Regions from separate parts of the Mus musculus genome. Here all the other regions are linked to region 1. The links are chromatin contacts, called in public Hi-C and HiChIP or PLAC-seq maps. All regions are on one chromosome and are shown on one strand. The core of a region is the stretch at or near the end of the contact, and the rest is flanking DNA. Distances in the headings are between cores, read along the strand shown.

Region 1 (4,172 bases), core at 461-2,960:
GTCAAAAAATAGGGATGTGTTCTAAACAATAATTCAGGAAGCTGTATCCAAAGGGGAGTACGGCAGCACGGACAGAAGTCATAAAGCACTGTGGGGTTGGGGTTAGGAAGAGAGCTACACATGGCTGCTGCTATCAAAGGGAACTTCCAAGAAGAGGCTACACCTGAGCAATGAGCTCACACCCGGGAGGGAAACAAGCAAGCATTCAGTGTGAGAAAGGGCACAGGGTTCGGTTCCCAGACCAGCATCCCCATCAGGGAGGCTTGAGAGGTGTGTGGCTTTGTGAATAGAGGGATGAGCAAGGTAGGAACTAACTCCCTGCCTCCATCAGACTGAGCGGGAGAGGCTGGAAGAGAAAGAAAGGTCAATCATCTACAACAAGAAGAATATCAGAGAGGCACAGTAAAGAGATCCCTGAAATCAGAAAACCAGCTTCCCAGGCCCTGCTTGGCCCTGAGGGGCGAGCGCGGGCAGAGCAAGTCATCTAACCTCCCTGGTCTCAGCTTTCTCATTTGTAAACTGAAGCAGCTGAACTGGCTGACCTCAGAGGTCCCTCGGAACAAAACCAGACCAACTGTATATTATTTCGACCATTAAAACCCTCACGGCAGGAAAATAAAGGGAAGGGGGGGGGGTCTTCTGTGATCTCTTTTCTAGTTTGTTTTTTCCTCCTCAACTTCAATTTTCCGTTTCCTACACTTACTACGGTCACGTGCCTCTCGCATCACAAATTTAACACTTTCCTATAGAATTTCACTAATGAATTAAGTTTAAAGAGGAGTTGGTTACAAGAGGTGGGGCGTGGAATTAAATGCCCTTGCTTCACCTTTGTGGGGCCAAAACATTGGTCTCTGTATTCATCCTGAAATTCTAGTTATGATTCCACATTCCTCCAACAAAGAAATGTTCATTCCGTGTTGGCCCCATACAGTCTACAACAGCTTTGAGGTAGGATACATGTCTGTATAAGTCACACAATGTAAATAACTAGGAAAGTTTTTCTTTTCAATACTACTCATTGAAGCCTGGGATGGGGGTAATAATGTTAAAAATGGGTTTCTGTATTTTGTTTTGGTATTTTTTTCTTTTTAATTTTTAAAGCTTATACTCGAAAATGCAGCCTGCTGAATCGCACAAAATTCTTGGCACTTTCCCCTAAGACTGACATTTCTTGCACTGCATCCAGAGGCCCCAGGGCTCCTGGAAAGGCACTTAAGTCCAGCAAACACGGATGCAATTTCATTCTGTCCCTACATTCGCCTGTGCACCAGAGGCGAACACAGTAACACAACTTAAGAGACACACCAACGGATCAGAAAAACCTCTTCAACAGCCACGCAAAGTTTAAACCAGAAAACTTAGTACCCTCCCTTCCTAGATGCAGGGTATCACGATGTGCTTCCTGGGCTGGGGCTTAAGCAGCGACACACAGGACTTCACACCTGAGCGCAAGACTCCGCCGCAGGGCAGGAGCGCGCCCGCAGGTGTCGGAGGAACCCGGAGCCCTCGCCGAGCGCCGCTAAGCCAAGCTTGCCTTTCCTGCCCGGCCTCCCCCTCCTGACCCACGCCCGCTTGTGCGTTCAGGCACCCAGCCCCCGGTACCTGCGGCGGCCGTTCGGCAGCTCCTGCCCGGGATCCCCGCGCCCGCTGGTCTGGTCCGCTCCGCTGCGGCTGCCACTCACCCGCCTCCTTGCTCCTGCGCTCGCGCCACTGCGCATGCTCGTCCCGCACCCCCACCCGCACGCTTGAAATCCACTCGCCAGGTTTTAGTTGCTGCACCCAGGGGAGAGGCCACCAGATCTTTGCAGTCAGGTGAAAGGAGGCTTGCAGGAGCTAACTAAAGAGGTTTGTGTTGAGGTTGGGGGATGGAAGATGGGGAAGTGGACCCGCGCTGCAGGGGCGTCATCCCTGCTGCCCACGCTTCACTCAGCCTAATTACAACTGTCTGCACCCCTGAAATGAGTTTTAGCACGGTGGTTCTCAAACAAGGGGGCCTCAGGTTTTTGTTCAAACAGCTCTCAAACCCAGAGTATCCGCATCTTTTATCTGAATGCTGGATGTTTCTAATGTGTTCTCAGAACACTAGTATGCATAGCACTTTTGAAAACTACAGCTCACAAGGTAAGATAATTATTAAAGTAAAACAATTTCTCTCATCCTTCTCCCTTCTGGGGAATTCAGATGATCCTTCCCTCTTTATTAAACAGCCACACCTATTTAAAATAAATAACCAAAGCCCACACTCAAACAAAGGCAGGACCTTTTTCCAACAACATCTGAGTCAAGCCAACGGAACGCAGCTTCAAGGGCTCTTGTGTGCTTTTCTGGTAGCATGATCCACAGGTGTGCAGGGTACTTTTGCTGTCCTTTGACCTAAGGTCCTAGGTGACCCTTGGCCCTGTAGTCCTGAACTGATGCAGAACAGGTAGCAATCAGGCCGGTAGGAATGTGGCTTCAGTACACTGAAACTGTTTAAAGTCCAAAAGAATTGGTTGGGCCAAAGAGGAGTGAGCTAAGGACTTCTCCGTGCCTAGAAAATCCCATAACCCAGAAAGTCCAATAAATAACGTTTTTGTCTGAGTGCAGATGTACAAGAGGAATTGTGTTCTCTCAAAATATTTACTTAAACATGTATGTACAACATGACTTAGCCATTTCATTCTTAGCTCTTGTCCAAGATAAACTAAAGCATATCACATAGAGGCTTGAATACTGATGTAGTAGCTTCCTTCTCTTTTTCTGTAGCCACAGTTGGAAGGAATTGACTGTCAAAAGCAAACGTGCTACATCAGCACAATGGACTACTACTTGGTACTAAAAGAGAATGACCGATCTAAATGCTTCACTATAGATTGCCACATCCTCCTATACCAGGAGTGAAGGAAGAAAAAGAAAACACACAGAGAGAAATGGACAGGGAAAAAAAGCTGAGATTGGGTGGTCTGGGCTCCAAGGTTGAGAAGCCACAGGGTCCTGGAGATGGTTTATGTGTAGTTTATTATGTACAGTTGAATGGGGAGGTGGGGTTATTGCGTGTAGCTGAACAAGGAGGCAGGTGTAGGGAGACTCAGTGGGAGAGCGGTGGGGCAGTCTCTGTAGGAAAGCAGTCCATGGGCAGCAATGGTGACCTTTTCAGCCCACACGACCAATGCCTGTAAATGGTCCAGAGGAAGGCTTGGCCATCCCTCTGAGCCTTTCCAGACCCAGGGAAGGCTTTGCCATCTCCACAGGGCTGACGCACTGGGGTACCTGACATGGTGAAGCCCACTCACTCAGGACTTCATTTGCTCCCTACAATAGATAAATCTCAAAATCATTATGCTGAACTGGAGAAAGCAGAGAGAAAATATATAGCGTGAAGCTTCATTTCTGTGAAGTCACACCTTGATAAGAACAAAAGCAAAGTCAGTAATTGCATGGGCCAGAGGTGGAGAACGAACGAATGAACTGCAACAAGACAATGAGAATCTTCCAGGGTCATAGAGACATTCTCTTTATTGATAATAATGATGATTTGCTGGGTGTAAAAAAAATACCAAGGCTAAAGTGGATACTTTAAACATGGAAAATTCACTTTCTATAAATTATTGCCCAATAGAATTGGAAATGATAATCAAACATACTTATATTCTATACATGTAGTGAAAACATTGACTGATAAGTCCATGAAGAAATGCAGAACCCAAATATGACATCACTTGATTTGGGGGAAGGCAAAAGAAGCTCATTCCCCTAAAGGAAGGTAAAATAGTTGGTTTTCAACCATTTGTAAAAGTAACTAGTCCCAAGACGCAACTTGTTGATGATAAAACCAAAGTGTTTCACAGAAGTTTCTCCCAAACCTAAAATAGCAAGTATATCATTAGAAATGAACATAATTATAAGCAGAATTGTAAGTGGGTTCATTGAGGTAGGCCTATAAGCCTAGCTACTTGAAAAGCTGCGACAGGAGGATTACAATGGAAGACCAGCTTGAGCATAGGCATAAAGAGACTTTACAGGGGGCTGGAGAGATGGCTCAGCGGTTAAGAGCACTGACTGCTCTTCCAGAGGTCCTGAGTTCAATTCCCAGCAACCACATGGTGGCTCACAACCATCTGTAATAGGAACTGATGCCCTCTTCTGGTGTGTCTGAAGACAGCTATGGTATACTCATATACATAAAATAAATA
Region 2 (4,172 bases), core at 1,124-3,623, 310 kb before region 1:
ATGCCTCCATAAGATTGGGTGGTGGGAGGCCTGTAAGACATTTTCTTAATTAATGATTGATGAGGAGGGCTAAGCCCATCATGGGTGTTACCATTCCTGGGCTGGTGGTCCTGGATATAATAAGAAAGTAGACCTAGCAAGCCATGATGAGCAAGCCAGTCAACAGTACCTTCCATGGCCTCTGCATCAGCTCCTGCCTGCAAGTTCCTGCCCTGTTTGAGTTCCTGTCCTGGCTTCCTTCAATGATGGACTATGATGTGAAAAATGTAAGCCAAATAAACCCTTGGGTTTTTTGGGGGGGTGGGGGTGGGGGTGGAACGGTAGTCATGGTGTTTTATTGCAACAATGGAAACCCTAAAACAAATACTGACCTTACCGGGTATAGTAGCCCATGATCATAATTCCAGAACTGGAGAAACCAAGGCAGGGAAATCAAGATAAGGGGCTGGAGTGTTGGCCCCATGATTGAGAGCACTGGCTACTCTTCCAGATTATTATTATTATTATTATTATTATTATTATTATTATTTTAGACAGACTCGTGTTCCATCGCTTAAGTTGAACTCCAACTCTGGTATCTCAACTCTTGAATACTGGATTTACATGTGTGTTCCACACACTCAGCTGGAAAGCACATCTGTGATGGTTTGAGTGAGAATGGGCCCTATGGGTTCATGTTTGAATACTGGTCACCCAGTTGGTGGAACTGTTTAGGAAGGATTAGGAGGTATGGACTTGTTGGGAAAAGACTCCGTGTCAGTCCCAGTTTGCCCTCTGCTTCCTGCTTGTGTGATGTGAGCTCTCAGCTGCTGTTCCATCTGCCTCCTGCCATGTCTTCACTCTGCCATCATGGACATGAACCCCCTGAAACTATAAACCCAATTCCATGTTTCCTTTTATACCTTGCCTCATGGTGCCTTGTCACAGCAGTAGAACCCTAACTAATCCAACACCTCAAACAAAACTTTACAAATATAAACCATAATGCAAGAAGCAGATGCATTCGGTCACATTAAAAGTTCAAGAATTTTACGTTTAGGAGCCACCATGGATTAAAAACAGAGACTACAGAGCAGGACATGGTGCGGCATACCTGCGATGGATGCCAGCATCAGAAAAGCAGAGGAAGTATGACCTATGACCCTGACCCACAAAGTTAGGCCCGGTCTCAAGGGGGACAATAGACCCAGAGAGATTACAGAATAGAAGAGATAAAAAATGAAAAGGCACCGAGGGAGATAAACAAGAGATACCTCAGCAACCTTCTTGGCTTGTGCTAACGATATACACATCTTTCCTACCAAAGTACTCAGCAACAGGCCGCCCCGCCCCATCTACACAGGATGTATACAAACCCCTCTCCAAACAAAGCTACTCGTCACTCTGACCTATAGCTCCCTAGAGATCTGTAATAACTCTCCCTTTGTGCTCAAACACATTCTTGGAATATATACTGGAATTAGGACAGTGGGCTGATTCCAACCTGGACTGGTTTTGTGTGTGTGTGTGGGGGGGGGAATGCAAATGTGAGTGAACTTTTATGGAAAAGCCTTTACATGTCATCGTATGCTTGTGCCTGGTTGGGCATGCTTGTGATCAAAACTAGATGCATTGTGGGAAAGGATATGGAAAGTGCTTATACAACCTAAGCCTGTCAATCAAAACAGAAAACCAATGAGCCCTGTCTCTAGTAAGCAACTCTTCCTGCACCCAAGAAAGGAAGCCTCTGAGTAGTAACTAAGTACCGGTCTGAGCTATGCCAGTCTCTCAGAGGCTGCGGCTCTCTCTCTGTGCAACGCCTCTGTACTTCATTTTTGATTTTGAATAAAATCCTGTGCTACTCAGCCTTTTGTATGTGCTTCTTCGACTTGAAGATGATGCCAAAGAACACACAGGTGTCCCCCAGAAAATCAGGAAGGACTGAGAGGTCTCAATAAGACACCTGAGCAAAGGAGAGACAATTTAAGAGGAAAAGGCCAAAGTTGTCTACAGATATAAAAAAATCTACAACTTCGTTAGCAATTTTGGAGAAATAGCTAATAAACAAGTTATCAAGTTATCACTATAAGAGGAGTGAAAATTAGAAATCTGGACAATGTGGGGATGTGGGAGCCATCAGTTCTTAGGGTAGGGTGCTTATTGCATATCTATGGTTACAAAAAAATAAACACCCCAGAACTTACTGACTTAAAACAAGCATTTCCTAGCTCACAATTTGGACCAGGTTCTGCGTGACAGCCCTCTTCGGCTCTGGAATCTCATGGCTCACTCATGTTTGGCATCCCTGCCGAGGAGGCTGGCATGACCAGATCCTCTCTCCATGTGTCTCTCTGCTCTGAGAGGTTAGCCTGGGTTTTCTGCATAATGTTGGAAGGGCTCCAAGCACAACAATGGGAATTGTAAGTTCCTGGGCTCTGGTGCAGATCTCACACAATAGAGTTAGAAAATGCTGTTATTGTTCAAAAAGTGTACAAGATTAAATCCAGTGTAAGACAGAGGACAGATGGAAAGCAAGTTTCACTTTTTCCTCCCCTAGAGACTGAACCTGGGGCTTTTACATTGATTTTTTTTTTTTTTTTTGGGGTGGGAATTGCCACAAAGAATTTATAGACTTTTCAGTGACCTTTGCAATGGAGAAGACAGTGTGGTTCATCCATTCTGAGAACAAACGTACTTCATTTAAAATTAAATATATTCATATTCTATGGCTCAGAAATTCCGTCTCCTCCAATATACATCCCAACAATATCTTTCTTAGGTTTTATAAGGCCAAAGTACTATTTTGGTGGTAGGGACTTAAAAGATAATTGAATAACTGCGGTCTGGTGAGAGGATTTTCATAAAGTGAATACACACCAGGGAGTACTCTCTGTTAGAGCTGGCTGTGGTGGCACACATTTGTAATCCCAGCCACAGCAAAGCCAGGAGAACCACTGCAAGTTTGAAGCCAGCCTAACCTATATTGTAATGCCAGGCCAGGCGGCACTATGTATTTATTTGATTGTAATACTAGATTGTTCTTAGAATGGATGAACCTGTCAGTGCTGCTCATAAGAAAGGTCAATGGAAGGTTCACAAATTAATCCCAACTTAAGATCGAGAAAAGGGTTCTGGGATCAATCCCCTGGGGTGGGAGTAGAATTTACCTGCCCCCTTTCTTTTGTATCTGATCCTTGACCTTGTAACTTTTCCTGGACAAGACCCTACCTCAAAGAACCAAAACAAACAAACAAACAAACAAACAAACAGAAGTAGGGCTTGGGGTGTGGCTTAGTTGGTAGGGTACTTACTAAGCATACACGTGCTCCTGGGTTCAATCGTCAGCACAAGGCGTGGTGGTTACCTATGTTCGCAGCACTCAGGAGGCAGAGAGATCAGGAGGTCAAGGGTTATCCTTGACGCAGGTGGGGATTCTAGGATAGACTGGGGTTTCCAAAACCAACCAAACAGACTGAATAAATGAAAAATATAGGATGCACACAAAACAATGAACCATACAAACAAGAACCAAACAAAAAGATACACATTAAACACTTTACAATTACTGCCATTAGGTAAAGTCTTAAAGAAAGTGAATGGGTGGAAAAGAGATAAATAATTGAATGAATGAACCACAAAGACGATTGGCCAGACTAATGCTGGTGGCCCTGAACTGAGAACTGTAATGATGGTGGCCCTGAACTGAGAACTGTAATGGACTGAAGGCCTTTACTTGAGGGCCAGGGAACCCAGCCATTGTTCCTTCACCTCCTCTGTTCCTTCCAGTACACGCATCCCATAAAATATCAAAATGTGGAAGAAAAAAGCCCAAGAAAGGCGAAGGGCTGGCTAGCCCAGGGGCCAAATTGCATGTATGGGTTACTCTTCATCAGAGGCACCTTCCCACGTGATAAATCCAAGACAAGTGGTCTGTGAGCTTCTGCCAGAGTCCAGAGAAAACAGCCACTTCTAGAAGTGAGATGCTCTGCCCTTAGCAGTAGAGTATACTGTCCTGCAGGGTAGTCTCCCACAATGGCAATCACCAGGGCCTTTATAAAGGCTTTTATAAAGATGACCACTATCCATTCGAATTGGAGCTGACCTTCCTGCCCTATGGGACAAAAGCACTCTCAGAAAACCACAGCCCGATTCTCCTTAAGCTTTATCATACACACGAGGACTCTCCTCAAATG
Region 3 (4,172 bases), core at 1,071-3,570, 290 kb before region 1:
GCATTTGCTTTTGTAAGAATCTGACTGTGTACAGCAATGCTCTTCTTTAATCCCAGCATTCAGAGGCAGAGGCAAGTCAATCTCTAGGACTTCAAGGCCAGCCTGGTCTACATAGCAAATTCAAAGCCAGAGGGAGCTACCTAGTGAGAGCTTGTCTCAAACAAACCTAGTTCTGCATGTGAAAGAAAATCTGTGAAACTTCTCCCAATTATGTAAGTGAGCTGCTTATGAAACCAAGGGGTTGCAAATGTGGGAATTATGGTATGAGGAACACCGGTTCCAGTCCGCAGCTTAGGGTGTTTGTGGGGAAACAAAGGGAACATGAATTATTTTGTTCCTCTGACTTTCCTGTGGTTCCGAGATTTAGCATCCCCCCACTTGAATTGAATGCTTGACTCCTAATCGGTTTTACACGTTACCTCGGGTCCCTCTCCACGTGGTAAAGGAAGCTAGAGTTCAATTTTAAAGCTGAGGAAAACTAAAAGGGAAAGAGAGATAAATAAATGATCAGTTAAAAAACTTCAACCAAAACCCGAATTCATTGCAAACCCACTAGCCAAAAAATATGTGATAGGTCAGAAAGATATAACATTACCGTGCACCTTTGGCCTGATTGTGCAAGAGTTTGCAAAATCAACGAGTGGAAACTATTTCAGAGAAAAGGCTGAAACTTCCAAAAAGACTTGATTAATCCTAAACATTTACAATACAAAATGACAGTCTAGTTATAAACAACTTATCCATACTAATAATCTTCTTTAACCTCCTTACAAGATTCTGTTTAGTGATGAAGGTGGCCCTTTTGATTTTAAAATGAACATAAAATAAAAATTTAAAATTCAATCGAAAGCCTTTTCCTAAGTGGGATGGTCCTTCCTAGCAGTCCGATTCCTCCTAGTGAAGGTTAGTGGGTGTTCTAGTTTCATATATGAAGTCTAACAGCAGACTGCCTGTGTTCACATTCACCACCTGGGTGTACTCAACATGGCCATGGTGCCTCCATTTTCCTTATCTGCAAAATGGGGGAAAGAGTATCTAAGATATTTTAAAGCTGTAAGACATCAAGTGCCTAACACCTCAAAACTGTATGTATATCTTTGTTATACCAAGGTGAAGACTCCGGTCAGATGAAGCCACACCCGGAGTATCACTGAAAGATGGAACACGGTGAACATTTGAGACGTCACTGGGAGACCCCCATCTTGGAAGTCTAGGTTATGATATTTTTCACACCGCTGCTCATCACAAACCTCTGAACTCTTCAAGTCTCCTTTTCTTCGGGCCCCTTGCCTGAAGAAACTCATACTAGACCTGCCAGGTACTTCTAAGGTTAATTATGCATAGGTTTCTCTAAACCATCGATGCTAAGCCTCTAGGAACCCTCTCAACTCTCTTTTCTGGTTTGTTCTAGAAGACGCCTATAGTCTTCCCTCATCTGCTTCCTCCCGAGGCTCCTGCACAGCTCTGCTTGGGAAACCCTTTTTAATACATTCCCCGGCTCCTTAGAGGCGTTCTGAATCCCCAAACCATCATCTGAAACTGTTCCTGAAAATCCGTTGTCGAGCGCTCCTGAGCTCTTCATCGGATTCCTAGTTAAAGAAGCCACAGAGGAGTAAGCTGGGGCTTCCGAGTTGGTGAGTTGAGCTGAAGACCAGCTTGGGAATTGTCCCTTTAGGTCCCTTTAGACACCACAAAGAGAGAGAGGAGGAGGATAGTGACGCACCTGAATAGGTCCGCTAGAGTAAGGAAATAAACTAGGACTTGACGTGGATTGAGTAGGAGGGCAACACTCACACACACACACAGAGGGGGGCACACACACACTCACACACGGATGACAGACAGCAGAACAGAGAGGCAGGCAGCACCAGCTGTCTGACAACCGCCAAGCTCGGATTCGGACACCGTCTCTAAGCGGGTACCGCAGTGCCCTCCCTGACACCTCCGCAGGTTACAGTTAGAGCATCCCTCCGCCCAGCCCGGCTCCCCGCCCCCCACGAACTCGGGTCCCCAGTGTCCTCTAGAACGCCGGCGTGGCTGTCGCACTTCGAACCCCCTCGCCCACCCTTGCCCACCCTCTCGCCCTGGGCGCCGGCGGCCGCGTCTCTGGCCAGCCTCCGGCCCCGCATCAATCATTAACGCGGCGGCCCGAGCGGTCGCAGCCCGAGAAGGGGGGGATGGTAGGAGACGCAAGACAGGGGACACCTCCATCCCCCCGCCGCGGCGCAGACACCCTAACCCCGGGGGCCCCCGCCCTGCGCGGCGCCGCCCTCCCCCGCCAGCGCCTCGCGCACATCCCGCCTCCCGCCGCCCGCCCCGCGCGCACGATGCCCAGTCACCGCCGCGCCGCCGCCGCCGCCACCACCGCCACCACCGCCGCAGTCAGCCGCGCCACCGCCGCCACCGCAGCGCGGCCGGCCGCGGGCTGAGAGACCCGAGCGTGGCGAGGACGCCGCCGGCAAGCCGCGCGCGCAGCAGCAGCCTCCCGCCCGGTGCGCCGAGCCCCCGGAGCAGCCCGCTTCCAAGCCGAGGCCGCGTAGCCAACCTGCGGCCGCGGTCCCGCGCGCGCGCGCGCGCACAAAGGCTCCGACGGCGCCCGGCGCCCGCGGTGGCCTCGCGCGCGCCCTAGCTAAGCCCGGGGCACCATGCCGCGGCGCCTGCAGCAGCGGGGCGCCGGCGTGAAGGGACCGCCGGCCTCGACCTCCCGGCGCTCGCATCCCGCCTCCGCCTCCGCCCCCCGGAGCCCGCCGGCGGCCACGACCAAGCCGCTGCTGCGCTGGGACGAGGTGCCCGATGACTTCGTGGAGTGCTTCATCCTGTCCGGCTACCGGCGGCTGCCGTGCACCGCGCAAGAGTGCCTGGCCTCGGTGCTGAAGCCCACCAATGAGACGCTCAACTTCTGGACGCACTTCATCCCGCTGCTGCTGTTCCTCAGTAAGTTCTGCCGCCTCTTCTTCCTGGGCGGCAGCGATGTGCCCTTCCACCACCCCTGGCTGCTGCCGCTGTGGTGCTATGCGTCGGGGGTGCTGCTGACCTTCGCCATGAGCTGCACGGCGCACGTGTTCAGCTGCCTGTCGCTGCGCCTGCGCGCCGCCTTCTTCTACCTGGACTACGCTTCCATCAGCTACTATGGCTTCGGCAGCACCGTGGCCTACTACTACTACCTGCTGCCCAGCCTGAGCCTGCTGGACGCCAGGGTCATGACGCCGTATGTGCAGCAGCGCCTGGGCTGGCACGTGGACTGCACCCGCCTCATCGCGGTCTACCGCGCGCTCGTGCTGCCCGTGGCCTTCGTGCTGGCTGTGGCCTGCACCGTGGCTTGCTGTAAGAGCCGCACCGACTGGTGCTCCTACCCGTTCGCCCTGCGCACCTTCGTCTTCGTCATGCCGCTCAGCATGGCCTGCCCCATTATGCTAGAGAGCTGGCTCTTCGACCTGCGAGGCGAGAACCCCACACTCTTCGTGCACTTCTACCGCCGCTACTTCTGGCTGGTGGTGGCCGCCTTCTTCAACGTGAGCAAGATCCCTGAGCGCATCCAGCCGGGTCTCTTCGACATCATTGGCCACAGCCATCAGCTCTTCCACATCTTCACTTTCCTCAGCATCTATGACCAGGTGTACTACGTGGAAGAGGGCCTGCGCCAGTTCCTCCAGGCACCCCCTGCCGCGCCCACCTTCTCGGGCACAGTGGGCTACATGCTGCTGCTGGTGGTTTGCCTGGGACTAGTCATCAGGAAGTTCCTGAACAGCACCGAATTCTGCAGTAAAAAGTGAGCCTCCACCCCCGGAGGAGGCTATGGTTTGCCCACCGGTTTGCGTGGAGTTTCTGTTGTTGTTGTTGTTATTGTTGGTTTGTTTTCAAGTTTTGTTGTTTCCTTCTTTGCTGGAAGAGGGTGCTGCAGGCCACTAGGGAAAGGTTCCCTGACAGTTGGGGAATCCCAAGTCCACTGGCCTTTAGAAGAGGGAGATGGGAGGTGAAACAGAAGGAAGAGGGCCTCCGGGAAGAAAATTAGGGACTGTCTATGATATCCAGGGATTTTTGCAAAGACAGTGAGGATTGTGATTACAGATAGAGCCCCAAGCAGTTGGCTTTTCTAACAGTCTTCTGTGTCCCTTAGTGAAGGCAGGTATGCAGTGAAGAGGATAAACACAAACCCCTGGCTGCTTCTGAGG

What was found. A called contact is a pair of places that touch in the nucleus more often than the background predicts. HiChIP or PLAC-seq counts read pairs in DNA pulled down with a chosen protein or histone mark.
Region 2: a contact with region 1 is called in a Hi-C map of cerebral cortex, with 3 times the contacts expected there. The contact joins the enhancer-like site here to the promoter of Pls1 in region 1. A contact is called at or near these places in 16 of 39 promoter capture datasets (the 3T3-L1 cell line, 3T3-L1-derived adipocytes, the C10 cell line and 12 more), 6 of 15 datasets of contacts at CTCF or cohesin (the G1E-ER4 cell line, the NIH/3T3 cell line, embryonic stem cells and 3 more), 164 of 484 Hi-C or Micro-C datasets (the 3T3-L1 cell line, 3T3-L1-derived adipocytes, the 63-12 cell line and 81 more), 33 of 115 datasets of contacts at active chromatin or transcription factors (the 230-238 cell line, astrocytes, bone marrow-derived dendritic cells and 19 more) and 4 of 9 other capture datasets (adipose tissue, embryonic stem cells, liver and 1 more).
Region 3: a contact with region 1 is called in an HNF4G HiChIP or PLAC-seq map of pancreatic cancer cells. The contact joins the promoter of Paqr9 here to the promoter of Pls1 in region 1. A contact is called at or near these places in 23 of 39 promoter capture datasets (the 3T3-L1 cell line, 3T3-L1-derived adipocytes, the C10 cell line and 14 more), 3 of 15 datasets of contacts at CTCF or cohesin (the G1E-ER4 cell line, embryonic stem cells and large pre-B cells), 20 of 484 Hi-C or Micro-C datasets (the G1E-ER4 cell line, the HL-1 cell line, Th1 cells and 10 more), 22 of 115 datasets of contacts at active chromatin or transcription factors (astrocytes, bone marrow-derived dendritic cells, craniofacial prominence and 14 more) and 5 of 9 other capture datasets (adipose tissue, embryonic stem cells, liver and 2 more).

The regions. Positions count from the first base shown.
Region 1 is chr9:95,843,569-95,847,740 of GRCm38.p6, forward strand. It overlaps Pls1 (plastin 1 (I-isoform)), which reads right to left and starts at 1,711. Exons shown (of 16, transcript NM_001033210.3): 1 at 1,603-1,711.
Region 2 is chr9:95,529,013-95,533,184 of GRCm38.p6, forward strand. No RefSeq gene overlaps it. Among named protein-coding and RNA genes, the nearest start is that of U2surp, 19 kb to the left of the region's middle. Within about 2 kb of position 2,374, at least 14 of the 459 cell types and tissues checked have an H3K27ac peak or open chromatin away from gene starts, as enhancers often do. A contact at or near this core is called in cerebral cortex, where this site is marked.
Region 3 is chr9:95,557,314-95,561,485 of GRCm38.p6, forward strand. It overlaps Paqr9 (progestin and adipoQ receptor family member IX), which reads left to right and starts at 2,321. Exons shown (of 1, transcript NM_198414.3): 1 at 2,321-4,172. The coding sequence starts at 2,646. The coding sequence ends at 3,773.